Linked DNA regions of Mus musculus: regions 1 and 2 are each linked to region 3. The links are chromatin contacts, called in public Hi-C and HiChIP or PLAC-seq maps. All regions are on one chromosome and are shown on one strand. Each heading gives the region's core, a stretch centred on a gene start, on an enhancer-like site or on the middle of the called end of the contact. The rest is flanking DNA. Distances are from core to core; before and after follow the strand shown. Region 1 has its middle 44 kb from the start of Ccdc121. Region 2 overlaps Cnih3 (cornichon family AMPA receptor auxiliary protein 3). Region 3 has its middle 12 kb from the start of Gm32767.

Region 1 (4,257 bases), core at 1,173-3,672, 86 kb after region 3:
CAGGAATATCTGTGTCCCCATTGCCTTACAGACAATTGGATAGTCTATATGCCAAGGACAACCTTTTTATCTTCCTCTGGTCAATCCTCTCAGCCTTTCCTTCTGATAATCGATTTAGTTTATTAGTTATATATTTAATGTATTGACCTAGAAGCCTTTGGACTCAGGTGCTATCACCCTAATCTCCGCTGTACTGTGACTGCCTCCCAAGCCAGCTGCCTCCCTAAAGCAAGAGTAGACTTGACCATACAGGTCTACCAGGTTTCTGGCCATCTTCTAATGTTTCAGTCACACTGGGACATTCCAGCCTCCCCCTCCCCACCATATCCTGACTCTGACATCTCTACTTTGTTCCAACAAAAAAATGAGTATAAAAATTATGCATTTTTTTTGCAGTGCTGGCGATGAAGCCAGAGCTTTGCCATGCAAGCCAAGCTTTCTACGACTGAGCCATGTCTCCAGCCCTTAGGCTGATGATTGAAAATCACTGTAGAAAAACTCCTGCTGTGACTACTACATTAATCCCTCATATCTGTAGTGCATAGTCCACTCTATACGTTTATTTCATGTAAATATATATAACTTTATTCATGTCAACCTTTAAAAACCATTCATTAGTGCCTCCCCCCATCCACACACATTTGAGTGAACTAAGGCTCAGAAAGGCTAAGAAATGTGACCAACATCACACAGCCAACAGAAGGAGGAGTCAGGTCCTTCCTACATCAAGAGCAGCGCTCATTCAATGATGTAAGAGTTTGTAGATTGCCTAATCAACCACACAGCCCTGGTTGAAAACTAAACATAAAGAAAGTATCTGGTTATGAAGCCAGGGTCCTCTCATCACTCCTGGCTGCCTTTCATCTTGGTGTTAAATCTGAATCTTCAGGGTCTATTCCACCTCTGGCTTCTCTGGAGCACTGCAGGTGGAGAGACTTGTGTTTGAATGAGACCAAGCTGCACCTCATTACATACCTCCAGCCTACCATTTCTCCTAGCTCCCTGATTTAATTGATCAGCCAAGCTGATGCATCCCCCAAATGCTGAACACGCACAAAGATGGTTAGAGAGGAGGCTAAAGCCATTCTCTAGAATGGCTCCTGCTACTCTCTTCCCTTCTAAGATCTCTGCATCAGAGAACTGCCACTGTGGGCCTAGTGGGAGCCCCTGAGCTTGTTACTGCCAGAGGTTACCCCACAGGAGCCAGCTCTGCGAATGACTCCAGGCCACTTGGTGGGGAATTAAGCAACAGATTCTTTATGTTACTCCTCAAAAAAAAAATATTGTCTGACCACCAGCCAGACTTTCTGAAGCCAATAAACAATACCCAAAGGCTCTCCTTGGACCCAGGTTTCCTAAATTCTGCACCTGAAAGATAATGACAGAATTCCCCGTTAGTCACTCTAGGTCTAAAGGGCCAGATGTCTGCTCCCTGAGGCTTAAGACTCCATGTTTCAGTGACTGGAAGATTCTAGAAGGTTGCGCTGATGAACCAGCCTTTCTGTATACCTCTGCTATGTGCTACTGAACCCAGACTGTTCTGGTGTGCAGGCCACGGGTGGCCCTCCCAGAGTTGAAGCATTATCCTCTGTACTGGTCCCTGAAACACTAATGGACACTGAGAATCATCAGCCTCTGCAGGTTCTCAGAGTGACACAAAACTCACTCTAGTTCAACCTATTGGGACTCATGGGACAAAGGTCGGCTCCTAATACAGACAAACATCTGTCCTCAAATGGCCTCTAACCCCATGGATCCAGAAATTGCCCTTTCTATTGATTCTGACCTAAACGTGGCAATCTGGCCATCGGGAGCACTGGACGGAGCACTGCTGTCCGGGTGTTGGCCTTACCTGGCATTCTTTATGGCACTCCTGATGCTGGGCTTCACCCATGGAAGTCTCCTCCCATAGCACATGCTAGCCCTTTGCGCTGCTGTCCACTCCCAGAAGTTCTGTCTCCAGCCTGTCCCCACTAGCCCTCCACCTTCCTCTTGAGAAAGGTCCTACAAGCTGTCCATCACATTGTCCTTATCTGTGGCTGTGATGGGGCCCCGCGGAAGGGCTGGGACAGCTGCTGTGGGTGTGACCCAGCCCTCCCATCATTCACAGGCTTTTCTTAACGCTTAACGCAACAGGAAGCAGTTGCCCGATCTCTTACGGAGAGGAAAAAGGAGTCCAGCATCTACTTTCTGCCCTCGTGGAACCAGTCTTCCTGATGCTTCTTTGCTCAGTCTCATGAAATAGAGATTCCAAGCTCTGGACAGGTTCCCAGTTCTCGGTGTTCCGAGCGCCAGATAGCAGCGACTACTACACCACATTCTCAGCGTCTCTTCCCAAGCACGGAGCTTGAGTTGAACAAGCTCCTCACAGTGAGCCAGTGAAGCAAAGGGCCCCAGCTGGGACTCGTTCCAGCCTTTTAGTAATGGGGGAGGGGGTACGGACTCTGTGGTACTTGAGGAAGGCAGATGGCACTGTTAAATGCATGAGCTGTGTGGCTATCCACACTCCCCACTCAACCCGGTCACCACTCCAGCCTACTGTAGTCCTCAGACTTTTGTGTGTTGCTGCTTCCTTTAAGCCCAGTGTTCAGACCTTCTGTTTATAGTGTCCTATTTCTTGAAGTACATCTGGGCTTCTGACATTTTTCTCATGCCTCCCTTTTCCTGGCCTGATCTAATGCCTGCCCTGTACTGATTGGCTGTGCTCATACGCAAACAGTGAGCGGGAGAGGTCGAGTACAAGGCCCGATGATGTCCATTCAGGAGGACCATTCACCTTAGGGTGAGGTTACGCCGTGAGACAGCACTATCGAGTCACCTTGGCTAAGTATCCCGGACAGTGCCAACATCCAAATGCTGCTGTGCCCGAGTCTGGCATGGGTTCACCCTCCTCACCTGCTCCACTGAAAGCTTATGTTGTTTCCAAGTAACCAACCCAGAGCAAGGTGACACGTGTCTTAAATGGAAAATCCCATCTGTGCTCTTTTTCTTATAGTTAGACAGGGTTGGTGCCAGGGCTGCTGCAGAGTCTTATGGGTAATTTTTATGCCATGGAGTTTTGACACAGATGGGCAAGTTCTACCTCTTAGGGCTTGGTTGTTTAAATACAGTCTTGAAATATTCCTTAATAACAAAGCTGGCTAGTCCAGGCACAGGGCTCCACACACCATCTTCCGGGGATCTGATCTACCTGCTGGGTACCCTCCACTTCTTAGAGAAGTTTTATGGAGCTTAGGGTTACCTCAACCTAAGGATCATTTCCCACCTGACTATAGGAAAATAAAATAGCATCCTAAGAGTTGCCCATAAGGGCAGAATTCCCCTCAGCCTTTTGCACTATTTGGCTGTCTTCACTGCAGGACCCAAAGCCACCATCCTGGGCCTGGGCCGACAGCTGTAAACAGTTCCCTGGCCGACAGAGTACTGTTTAATGTGGGCCTGACATTCAACTGGGATCCCATTTTCTTTCCTTCTCTCGCGCTGGTAGAGACACACATCATCCCACCAGAAAGGTGACAATATTTTGTGATGCATCAAGCATTTCTGAGAGGGACGGGGGTTGACTGTTCACACTTCTGGGGATGTTTGAACAGGGACTTGGTGCTGGCATTTAAGCCTGTCTGTCTGGCTTCTCAGATAGTCAAATTCCAGAGCACATAATAACGTCTGAGAGTGTCACGCCTTTGAAGCGCAGGCAGGTGTCTTCCCCGAGACACCCGGGGTTACAGGATGAAGACTGAATGGAAGAGTCTGTGCTAGCAAAACCCTGGAACCACTTGAGGGAGGGGGAGGCACAGCGATGGGGTTGATTTTATGCACCAAGTGCAAGACTGGCTATGGTACCTTATAAAGCTCTCTTCCTGTGGGGTTGGACCACCCAGGGAGGTGGGCAGCTGCCTAGTGTGACTGTCCTCCAAGTGGGGCAACTGCCCTGTTGCCCTCTTCAAAAGGATTATCCGACTGGGGTTGTTGGCTGCTCACACCCCCTGGTGGACAGTTGGGGAAGGGTCAGAACTCTCACCGGAGTATCCAGCTGCTCCTTAACACCTATTATGTGTCTTGCCGCCCTAACTGCACTTGGCCCCCGACAAGGAACTAGAGTTAAGCTAGCACAACTGAGAGGGGGTCCTTGGGGGTAGGTTGCCATCCATGGCTGTAGGGAAGCCCTCATCCCTGGTAGATAAAGGCTTTGCAGGTGTAGCGTGTTGTGGGTTGGGTACCCATACCTGTTTGTTACCTATGCTCTTTCCGGAAGCC
Region 2 (4,968 bases), core at 2,420-4,919, 130 kb after region 3:
AGGGCTCAATACCTTGCATATCCAGCACAGAACACACAAGAACCAGAGATCTCGAGAAAAGCAGGGGAATTGGAGGCAAAGGTGCTGAGTCACCAGAAAAACATATTGACCATGGCGATTTGTGACTTGACATGCCTGGTTATAAATGTGACAGAGCTCGGCTGTGTGTGGAAGATGCAGGCAAGAATGATTGCTGCAAGGTGGGCAGTGTCAGGGAGACTGAAAGGACAGGCTTAGCCCTCTACCTTTGCCTTTGCTCATGACCCCCGAGTAAATCTTTACACGGAGACAACGGTGCTGTGTATGGGAATGGCTGGGGGTTAACTGTTAACATTACCCTCCTTTAGGGACTCTCTAAAAAGGCTGATGCTATTAAAAACAAAGCATGCACTCGCTGCTCTAGATTTAAGGTGGCCATGGAATCGTGACAGTTTGATGCCATGAGTGATTCTTGATTGAACCATGGAGTAAGCTATTGTGGAAATCGCATATGAATAAGGGGCCTAATATGATGACATTTTAATCTCTTCAGCATGATCATGATATTGCTGGTATCCTGGAGAATCTACACAGAGATGAAAAGCTCTGGTACAACAGAATGAGCCAACAAAAAAAAAAAAAAAAAAAAAAAAAAAAAAAAACAACAAAAAACAACATGCGCTGCGTGTCTATGGTGTGGGGGCAGGGAAGAGGACACAGAGCAGGTGTGGCTGTTGCTAGGGAGTGACTCCTCCTGGGAAAGCGGCAGCAAACTTCATCCTCATGCTCATTCGACACTCCCTGATGTTTTTCAAAGGCAGGTCAATGCAGCAATCGGGGGATTCAAGCGCAGCATAGTCCTATATCCCGCCTTCTACCACAGACCTCGGTCAGCTTCCAGTGCCTTTGGACTGTGCACGGAAGATTAGCCCTGGAGCTGTACTGTCTTGACAGAACAGCCCTTCTCTCCAAAGCTGCTGCTTCTAGGTGAGAAGGGCGGGAGCGTCTGCTCTTCCCCAAGTGCTTGTGGAAGTCCCAGCCTCATCCTGTGGGGGGTGCCAGCTGACTCAACCTTAATAGCGGGTCGTGACTGTCAACTCGGCTGGATTTCTGTCATTTAGACAACACACTTCTGGATGTTTGTGAAAGCATTTCCAGAGAGAATTAATTGGAGGATGACAACCTGTCCTCCGTGTGGGTGGCAAACTTCAAATATAAAGGGGTCCAGGGTGAGAGCAGTGTGCCTGCCTTCCCCTCCCTATCTATCACGACTGCTGTCCCCGATGCTGACATCAAACTTCAGCCTTTCCCACCGGCTGACCATCAACGCCATAGTAGACACTGTCCAGGGAGAGTCTAGGCTTTCAGCACCAGATCAAGGTTGTAGATGTGTCTGTCTGTCTGGTTTCTTGGCCTGAATAGCTACTAGGTTCTCTGCTTTTCCATTTGGCCATTGTTGAACCACCTGGCAGCACCTATCATCATAAGGCAATCTAATAATCTAATAGTGTGTGTGTGTGTGTGTGTGTGTGTGTGTGTGTGTGTGTGTGTGTTTGGTTTAGTTCCCCTGGAGAACTCTAATATACCACCCCAGCAGCACCCACCATTCACCCTTCCACCTACCACCCTGTATGTCCCCTTTCTACCCAGTGAGCACTCTGGTTGTCTTCAGAATTGCTATCCAAGCCCTCACCTCACTTCAAGTGCAGCCCTGGAGAGTACTGGAGTTGAGGACATTGGCCAATCCATTGAAAGTAGCCTCCTCCACAACCTGAAAGACACCCCCTTGTCCACCACCACTCTTTCCTCGATCACTCTGAGTAAGACATGTTGAGGACTGATGTGGAGGACCCCAGAGCCGCACTCAGGTGAGCTGAGGGGAGCACCATGCAGGTGCTCACTCTACGCTGCCTAAACTCTCACTGTGTACAGGGTTGGCCGGCCACAGAATACTACGGTCCTCCAGAGCCAGGGAACAATTCTATTTATAAAATAATGGGGATATTTTTTGCCTTGTGGAAAAAAAAAGTAATTTCCATCTTTCAGGACACGAATTGCTACAGAAATGATTCTAAGCTCAAAAACTGGGTAGGAATAGTGCTCATCAGGGAGGGGCTGAGCAGTTCCATTGCCAGGCCCAGATAGTTACTAAGTGTGAGAGACATGAGGGCCAAGGGCTCTCATGGGTGTTGTTTTGCAAACAAGGCTGCACACGGCAATGACTTGGGGAGCTTTAAAAATTCCTGTACTGGGTCTCCTCCTCAGGAATTCCGACTTTGTTGGTTGGGTTTGAGCATCGCTCAGGATCTTTTACTCTCCCCCGGTGACTCTAATACACTACAAGGTTTGAGCCCCTCTGCACAGCCAGCCTCATAACTCACGTTCCTTAACACACTTGCGGCCCTGGGTGGTTCAACCCGGCTGCTGGCATACTTAACCTTGGCTGGCCGGAGTGCGGGGCCGAATGCGGTGTGTAGATACCAGATCGTCACATCATAAACACCCCTGCCCCTCCCTCAGGCAGAAACACTGACCTGTGAGGTAGGAAGCCCTAAGGTCAGAGGGGTTTCCAAGTCTGCCTGCCTGCCCCTCAGAGCCGGTTGGCAGTATCACCAAACATCACATTCAGGCCTGAGTTTCCAGTTCTGCAAAGAGGTTTGGGAGTGGGAATTAAAAGTCACCCCTGATAGAGTTGTTCTATGGGACAGGGCAGGGAAAGGCTGCTTGCTCCAGAGGAAGCTCTCTACAGTCAACTTTTACTGATTTAAAGAAGAGGCTTGGGAAGGGCAAGGGAGGGAGCAAGAGAGGGAGGACAAGAGGGACGGAGGGAGAGAGGGACGGAGGGAGGGAGGGAGGGAGAGAGAGGGGGAGAGAGAGAGAGAGAGAGAGAGAGAGAGAGAGAGAGAGAGAGAGAGAGAGAGAGAGAGAGAGAGAGAGAGGAAAAGAACTCAGGTCTTGTGTTGGCATAGTTCCCACCCAGGTAGGCCAAGAAACCCCCTGGGAGGCTTTTGAAAACACTGTTGTCTGCACCCAGCCTGGAAAAATTAAGTGGAACTTTCTGGAGTTGAGTCATTTGGAGCCCCAGGTTTTAAACCTCTAGGGGTGTCCAGTGTGCCCTGGGGCTGAGAAATGCTGGCCTGTAAGGATACATTCCTGACTGCTGAGCTGTGCACCTTCCTAGGGAGAGGAAGATGGGCCCTTCGACTAGCCTGCGGGTTGCCCAAGGCCACTGAGTCACAGCTAGACAAACAGATGCCCTCTTTTTGGTGGAGGTGAGGGCAATAAGACAGGGTTTCTTTCTGTAGCCCTGGCTGTCCTGGAACTCATTTTGTAGACCAGGCTGGCTTCAAACTCGCAGAGATCCACACCTGCCTATGCCTTCTGAGTGCTGGGATTAAAGGTGTGAGCCATCATGCCCAGTTAACAGAAACCCTTTCCTACCACTGAGCAGGATACAGAGTGCTTCAACCTTTTGGGGGAAGTACATATTCATATAACCTAGCCTTCCAGCCTCCCTTCTGATAAAGCACACAAAGACATTTATTGTTGGGTTATTAGCAAGGGGCCAGGTAAAAACCTGGTACAGAAGGTTCATAAATACAGATAGGACTAAATAGTGCATAGTGTGGGGTATTGTGTAGACTCGGGTGATCATGATTAAGACAGCAGCTTTTTATCAGCTGAGAACTGGAACAAACTAGTTATGGTCAAGGTCTCCTTGTTCTCAGCAGCTAATAGCATGAGTCCTAGCATATACCAGAAACCGTAGCTAGTCCCAAACCTTGTGATTCAGTGTGCAGTTGTCTTACCCAGGCACAAGTCACGTACCACAGCCATAACTTTCACAGTGCGGGTTACATCAGCAAAACTAGCAGGGATCTGCGTTTCTTCACGTTGTCACAGACAAGACTCACTCTTACAGTAGATCTTGGTAACATCAACGGGTTCTTCTCCATCTCCTCATTAAGTTGAGGACTCTCGCCTTTCAGTCAATGGGAGCACTTAAAGACTTCTCTCTGGTGTATTCAAACTGCTCAGTATGATTATCCTTGTTCTTGGGTCATGATTAAATAATATACCTGTCACACAGCATGGCACTGTGGCATGTGATAGCAGGCCTGACAACTGAGATCCGTCTGCTAAGTGACCCGAGAGAAGGTAGGTGAATACAATGTGGTACCCTGGACAAAGATATGTATGAGTCATACCCTAACTGGGGAGGAGAGGGCAGCGTGAGATCTCATCGCACCACTTGGAACAGTGGGCAGCTTATTACCTATAAATCATTTATCTATGGAATTTTCCATTTAATATTTTTCAACTAATATTAGCACTGGGTAATAAAAACTGCAGAAACTATAACTTCAGACGAGGAGAAACGGCTGCATATAAACCCTTTCCCCTCCCCCCCCCCATTATTAGGGAATTAAACAGAAGAACCCAGCCCTGTGTGTACATCTGTGCTTTTACATATTTGCTGTTTGTGACCACATGGAGGTGTGAATGATAAATATAGACCAAGGGTTTTAGTAATAATTATGTCAGTTTCCACAGTATTCTTCTAACAGCCTCCAATTTTATCCATGAACGATTGTAAGAGACCCCCCAAGGTAAAGTCTCATAGAAGGGGCAGTGGGGAGGGTCTTCCCTGATATCTCCCTCTCTTCCGCACATCTCAGTCCCTGTGTGTGTATTTCTGCCCTAACCTCATGTGGCCTTGGAATCTTTGAAGGTGCTAAAGCAGACAGTACAAGAAATTAATTGAAGAGGGGGTTCCACCTAGACAGCTATGGGGCTAAGAAGAGACTTCTGTAGTCCAGGTGCCTTGGGGCCACTGACCCTCATCCACGCTCTGTAAGTAAGCCTGATAAACTCATCGGCTCCCTAGACCGGGCTTCAGCAGGCTTGTGCTTGGGCTTGTTCCTGGTGCCCCGTTAAGGAGGAGGTAGAGTTGGACCGGGAACTTGTGCACGTTCCTTTCTGTTAACG
Region 3 (4,499 bases), core at 37-2,536:
GCAATTCACTGGCCACAGAGCGTCAGGTGGCCATGCACAGCGTTATTCAACTTGTATTTCAGCAATAAACCTCTTACTGCAAACATTGCAGGGAGCCCACGCAGGGAGCCCCACACAGGGAGCCCACGCAGGGAGCCCCACACAGGGAGCCCACGCAGGGAGCCCCACACAGGGAGCCCACGCAGGGAGCCCACGCAGGGAGCCCACGCAGGGAGCCCACGCAGGGAGAGGGATTACTATATGGTATTGGCGGAAAACTCTAGAAACAAATCTAAATGTTCAGCAAGTGAAGTCCATAAAACAAAAAATACTATACTCATACAAGGAACCGCAATGAACTATGATCAATAGCTATAAAGGGAATGGGCCGCATCCACACTCAACTAACTTCTCAACTCGAAACCTGAAACTGTACTGTTGAGAGGAGAAATCAAGTTGATCGTATTGGTTACTGTAACATTTCAGTAACCTGCAAATGGGGAGAGGAGGACGGGAGAGGACGGAAAAAGAGAGAAGGAGGGAAACAGAGAGGGAGGAATTAAATCAATTTCTCGAGGCATTTTTGTTTTGTTTTGAGATCGTCTCCCTGTGTTGCCCATCCTGACCCATAGCTGTCTATCCTCTTGCCTTGGCTTTCTGAGTGCTAGGAACCATAACAGGCACACGCTACCATGCCTGGCTTGCGATGTCATTTAAAAGACACAATTCAGCCAACATGTAAAGTCCTCCACCCCCAATGCAGAAGTAAATGGATGCCTCTTTGGGACCCCAAAGTTCCTCAACGGGGAGCAGATATTAGAGATTTAGCCAAGAGAGATGATTGTGTTGAGTCACAGAAACCCCTGTCTGTAGCCGCACCCTCCTCTTCTTAGATATGACCGTCACATCCGTGGGTGTTCATCAGGGTGGTGAGTGGGTGTCGACCTTCTGAAGGCAGCTCTGAACTTTCCCAGTTCTCCAGCCAGCAGTGTAAGCTGCCATCTGTTCAGGGACACAGAGGCCCAGGTGCCAGGCATCCTCAAACCACACCCTCTGCTCTTCTTCTGGGTGGGGGTGGGGGTGTCTGAAAGCCCATTTTCTTCACGGGCTTTGAGAGCTCCTGTCCCCTGCAGCATATTACTAAATGCTCTCCGGGGAGCAAGGAGTGATAAACTTAGAAATCAGCCAGATCTCCCGCAGTGACTAAGGACTTAAAAGGAGGAAATGATTAAGGAATCACTGAGCTGTCTGAGGGACCAAGGAGTCCCTCCACCCTGAGTCACAGGGCATAAAAAGTTACATCATAGCCAGGGTTGACTTGCATAAGTGGGGATGCTGATGCCTGTCAGGGGACGGCTCTGCCAGGGGCAACACAGTAGTGGCACATGTGCCGAGGCTGCTCAACTGGACAGAGCTCTCCAAGTACCAGTGAGAAGCCTTGAAGTCACCCTCTTCCAGTGAACCTCTCTTTATGTCCTAAGAGTAAACATGACATGGCTGGCAAATGGACCGGGCAGCCCTGGGAAAAAAAGCAGCTGGTGTGGTTTTGCTGCCATCTGCCAAAGTCTGGAGTGCCCTCATTTGTCAGTCCAGTTCTCTGGCTGTCTCTGCCTTGCTGTCCTGGCAGCTAAGTAGGCTGTGACTCTCCCTCCCCCTCCTTACACAGCTCTTAGGCTCCTGCTGTCCTGCTCTTTCTGTTTCAGTCCCTTGGTTCTAGCAGTATCCTGCTGGGACTTGAATTCCCATGTCCTCTAAGCTGCACAGGGCTGGGACAGGGGGTTGGAGGTTTCTAATGTACAGATAAAGTTACTAAGGTTTCTGGCTTTAGGTGTCACCTAGAAGGCCTCCCTGATTACTTAACTCCTTTCTCCCATGGCAGTACAAGAACTGATCCCATAAAAGAACTTGTCAAAAACCAGGAGGAAAAGCAAGCTAGGCTCCCTCTGGTTCACCTCCAATAGCAGTGACTGCAGGATATCCTAAGCCTGACTCCCAGGCACTAAGGATGGAGGAAGTAATACCTACTTTAGAGAGGGGCAACAGCAAGTCAGGAAATAAAGTCAAGCTGCAGAGGCCACAGGACAATCCCTTGTCCTCCACTCCCCAAAGATGCCTCCCTAGTGAAGGTCCTTATTACCCTGCACAGCAAGTGGGACATCAGCCAGCAAGGACTTTACTAGCTCATTTTCTCTGTGCTAGCATAAGAAAGAGTGCAACTTGCTGGCTGAAATGGCAAAAGGGAAATAAAAACATGCAAGCAAAGAAGGAAGCAAAGAAGGAAGAGAGGAGGGAAGGAAGGAAGGAAGGAAGGAAGGAAGGAAGGAAGGAAGGAAGGAAGGAAGGAAGGAAGAAAGGAAGAGAGGGAACAAGGGAGGGAGGAAAGAAGGGAAGAAGGGAGGAAAGAAGGGGGGCAGGAAACACTTCATCTCAGATTCAAAAGTGCTTTTGACCCCTTGTGGCTCCAAGTCGCTCCATCATAGCAGCAACCACAGCCTTGGCTTTGCTGTGAAACTTTGCAGCCAGAAACTGGATCCACCCATCCTCTGGCCGTGGATAGACCCAGCTTTCTCACCAGCCTTGCAGGGAGAAAGTGAGAGGCCTCTACAGTTATCCACACAGAATCTCCCTTCCTTGCAACCTGTTCATCAAATCCACAACTCCTTTGGGTTTGTCTTCTAAGAAGAACCACATGGGTTTACTCCCTGCTGTCTAAAGAGCTCCACTTCCCAATGGCAAAAGCATGCAGGGTTGCTGGACAGGGTGGCCATGCAGAGGTGAGGAGCTGAGAGGGGATAGAGGGAGCTAAGATTCAATGTGGATTCTTTTCTCTACATCCCCTGCTGAGATTTCCTTGGCATCTTGGTAGCACAGGGAGGCAAAGTTCCAGCCAGGCTGAGAGTAAGGAAGAGGGATTAATGCCTGTGGTGGTCAGCTTCCCGATAGTGTAGAACACGTTGGAGTGACAGCAACTTATTCTTAAACAGCAAAGTTTGGGTTCTTAGTCTGTGATCACTTGATTCCATTCTTTTGGGGTCTGGGGTGGGATAACACATTATGCTAGGGACAGGCAGCATGCTTACTGTTCTCCCCAGGGCAGTAGGAAGTGAACTGAAGAGGCAGGACTATGGTCACAATATTCCTTTCAGGGACACAGCCCTGGTGACCTAACCTCGGCTCTACCTCCTGAAGGTTCAGCTGCCTCCAACAGCCACACAGCTGATAACCAAGGCTTAGCACGTGAGTCATCAGGGCATTTGGGATATAAGTGATAGAAATGTTTTCTCTTGGGAGTGGGTTTGCTCTTTCGAGCGCTGGCTGTTACAAAGTGACAACACTTCCTGCCTGGCTTGCCTCACACACACCAAGTTGTCTCTCTACTGTTGGCCACGTTGAAACAGTGCTAGGCCCTTGTCAGGGCTATGATCTTAGACTTCCTGACCTCCAGAATCATGAATCAAAACGAAGCCATGCTCTCGATAAACCCATCAGTCTCGGGTAATCTCTTACAACATGAAAAATGGACCAAGACAGCGCAAGGGAAAAGTCACAGGGAATTCTCTGGAATATTTTGCCCTTCCTTCAGTCTCAGCTTCCAAACTCTAGCCATTTAAAATACTACCCTTCAAAACTTTGGTCTCTTGGGCTGCTGATCAGTTGCCATGGGTCCTTGATTATCAAAAGAATAGTTTTTTCCTGTGTTTTATAACAAATTGGAAAGAGGAAAAAATTCTTTCCTTCCTTCCTTCCTTCCTTCCTTCCTTCCTTCCTTCCTCCCTCCCTCCCTCCCTCCCTCCCTCCCTCCCTCCCTCCCTCCCTCCCTCTTTCTTTCTTTCTTTCTTTCTTTCTTTCTTCCTTTTTTGAACACAAAATCCACCCCTCACAAAATAAATGTGACTGTGCACCTCTCTGGGCATCTCTGACAATGTGACCTGTCAGCTTCACATGGTGCCAGGCAGCTTTCAGGCCATGGATGTGGACTGAAGAAGCTGCTTGTAAGGACCACAGTTCTCTACTTGATGCCCACAAGGCAGCTGTCACCGCTGAGCAGTATGTGGTTCTTGGTGGCATTTGGTGAGTGGCAACAAAAGAAGTCGGTACTGGATGTACTTCTGATGTCATGGGGATAATTATACCACTCAACAGCTGCCGAAATCTATTTTTAACGTAAGTCTCAATGATATACATACGAACATGAAGGATTTTTGTAAACCTGGGAGAAAAGGAAGGAAAGGACGCATGTTTACGAGGCTCTTCAGCTTCGTTGAAGGTCACTGATGGCCACTGTTCTGCCACCTGCCAGTCCTCAGCTCCCCAGAATGATGGACATCTTCCTTGTTCTCCTACCACGCCATTCTCCACCTGCCTATTTTCTAGCATCTTCTTTTCTCGGGTTCTCCTCCTGTCTATTTCCTAACACCTCCAGCCCCAGACAAGGTGAGGAGATGCTTAGGAAAGCAGGCGTGGTCAGAGGCACTTGGTCTGAGTCTTTGAGGGATGTTGGGAAGTATCAGGCCATCTTT

Evidence for each region. Hi-C and Micro-C count contacts between places; a contact is called where the count stands out from the background. HiChIP or PLAC-seq counts read pairs in DNA pulled down with a chosen protein or histone mark.
Region 1: a Hi-C map of cerebral cortex shows a contact between it and region 3, with 2.6 times the contacts expected there. The contact joins two enhancer-like sites. A contact is called at or near these places in 3 of 39 promoter capture datasets (the C10 cell line and liver), 4 of 15 datasets of contacts at CTCF or cohesin (the G1E-ER4 cell line, large pre-B cells, liver and 1 more), 93 of 484 Hi-C or Micro-C datasets (the 63-12 cell line, the AtT-20 cell line, B cells and 60 more) and 10 of 115 datasets of contacts at active chromatin or transcription factors (Th17 cells, astrocytes, bone marrow-derived dendritic cells and 5 more).
Region 2: a contact with region 3 is called in a FOXA1 HiChIP or PLAC-seq map of pancreatic cancer cells. The contact joins two enhancer-like sites. A contact is called at or near these places in 1 of 39 promoter capture datasets (the 3T3-L1 cell line), 1 of 15 datasets of contacts at CTCF or cohesin (the NIH/3T3 cell line), 4 of 484 Hi-C or Micro-C datasets (the 3T3-L1 cell line, 3T3-L1-derived adipocytes, cortical neurons and 1 more) and 1 of 115 datasets of contacts at active chromatin or transcription factors (pancreatic cancer cells).

What each region holds. Positions count from the first base shown.
Region 1 is chr1:181,464,941-181,469,197 of GRCm38.p6, reverse strand. No RefSeq gene overlaps it. Among named protein-coding and RNA genes, the nearest start is that of Ccdc121, 44 kb to the left of the region's middle. Within about 2 kb of position 2,422, at least 32 of the 459 cell types and tissues checked have an H3K27ac peak or open chromatin away from gene starts, as enhancers often do. A contact at or near this core is called in cerebellum and cerebral cortex, where this site is marked.
Region 2 is chr1:181,423,777-181,428,744 of GRCm38.p6, reverse strand. The region is part of intron 3 of Cnih3 (cornichon family AMPA receptor auxiliary protein 3); the gene reads right to left. Among named protein-coding and RNA genes, the nearest start is that of Cnih3, 74 kb to the right of the region's middle. Within about 2 kb of position 3,669, at least 31 of the 459 cell types and tissues checked have an H3K27ac peak or open chromatin away from gene starts, as enhancers often do. A contact at or near this core is called in pancreatic cancer cells, where this site is marked.
Region 3 is chr1:181,549,733-181,554,231 of GRCm38.p6, reverse strand. No RefSeq gene overlaps it. Among named protein-coding and RNA genes, the nearest start is that of Gm32767, 12 kb to the right of the region's middle. Within about 2 kb of position 1,286, at least 113 of the 459 cell types and tissues checked have an H3K27ac peak or open chromatin away from gene starts, as enhancers often do. A contact at or near this core is called in cerebellum, cerebral cortex and pancreatic cancer cells, where this site is marked.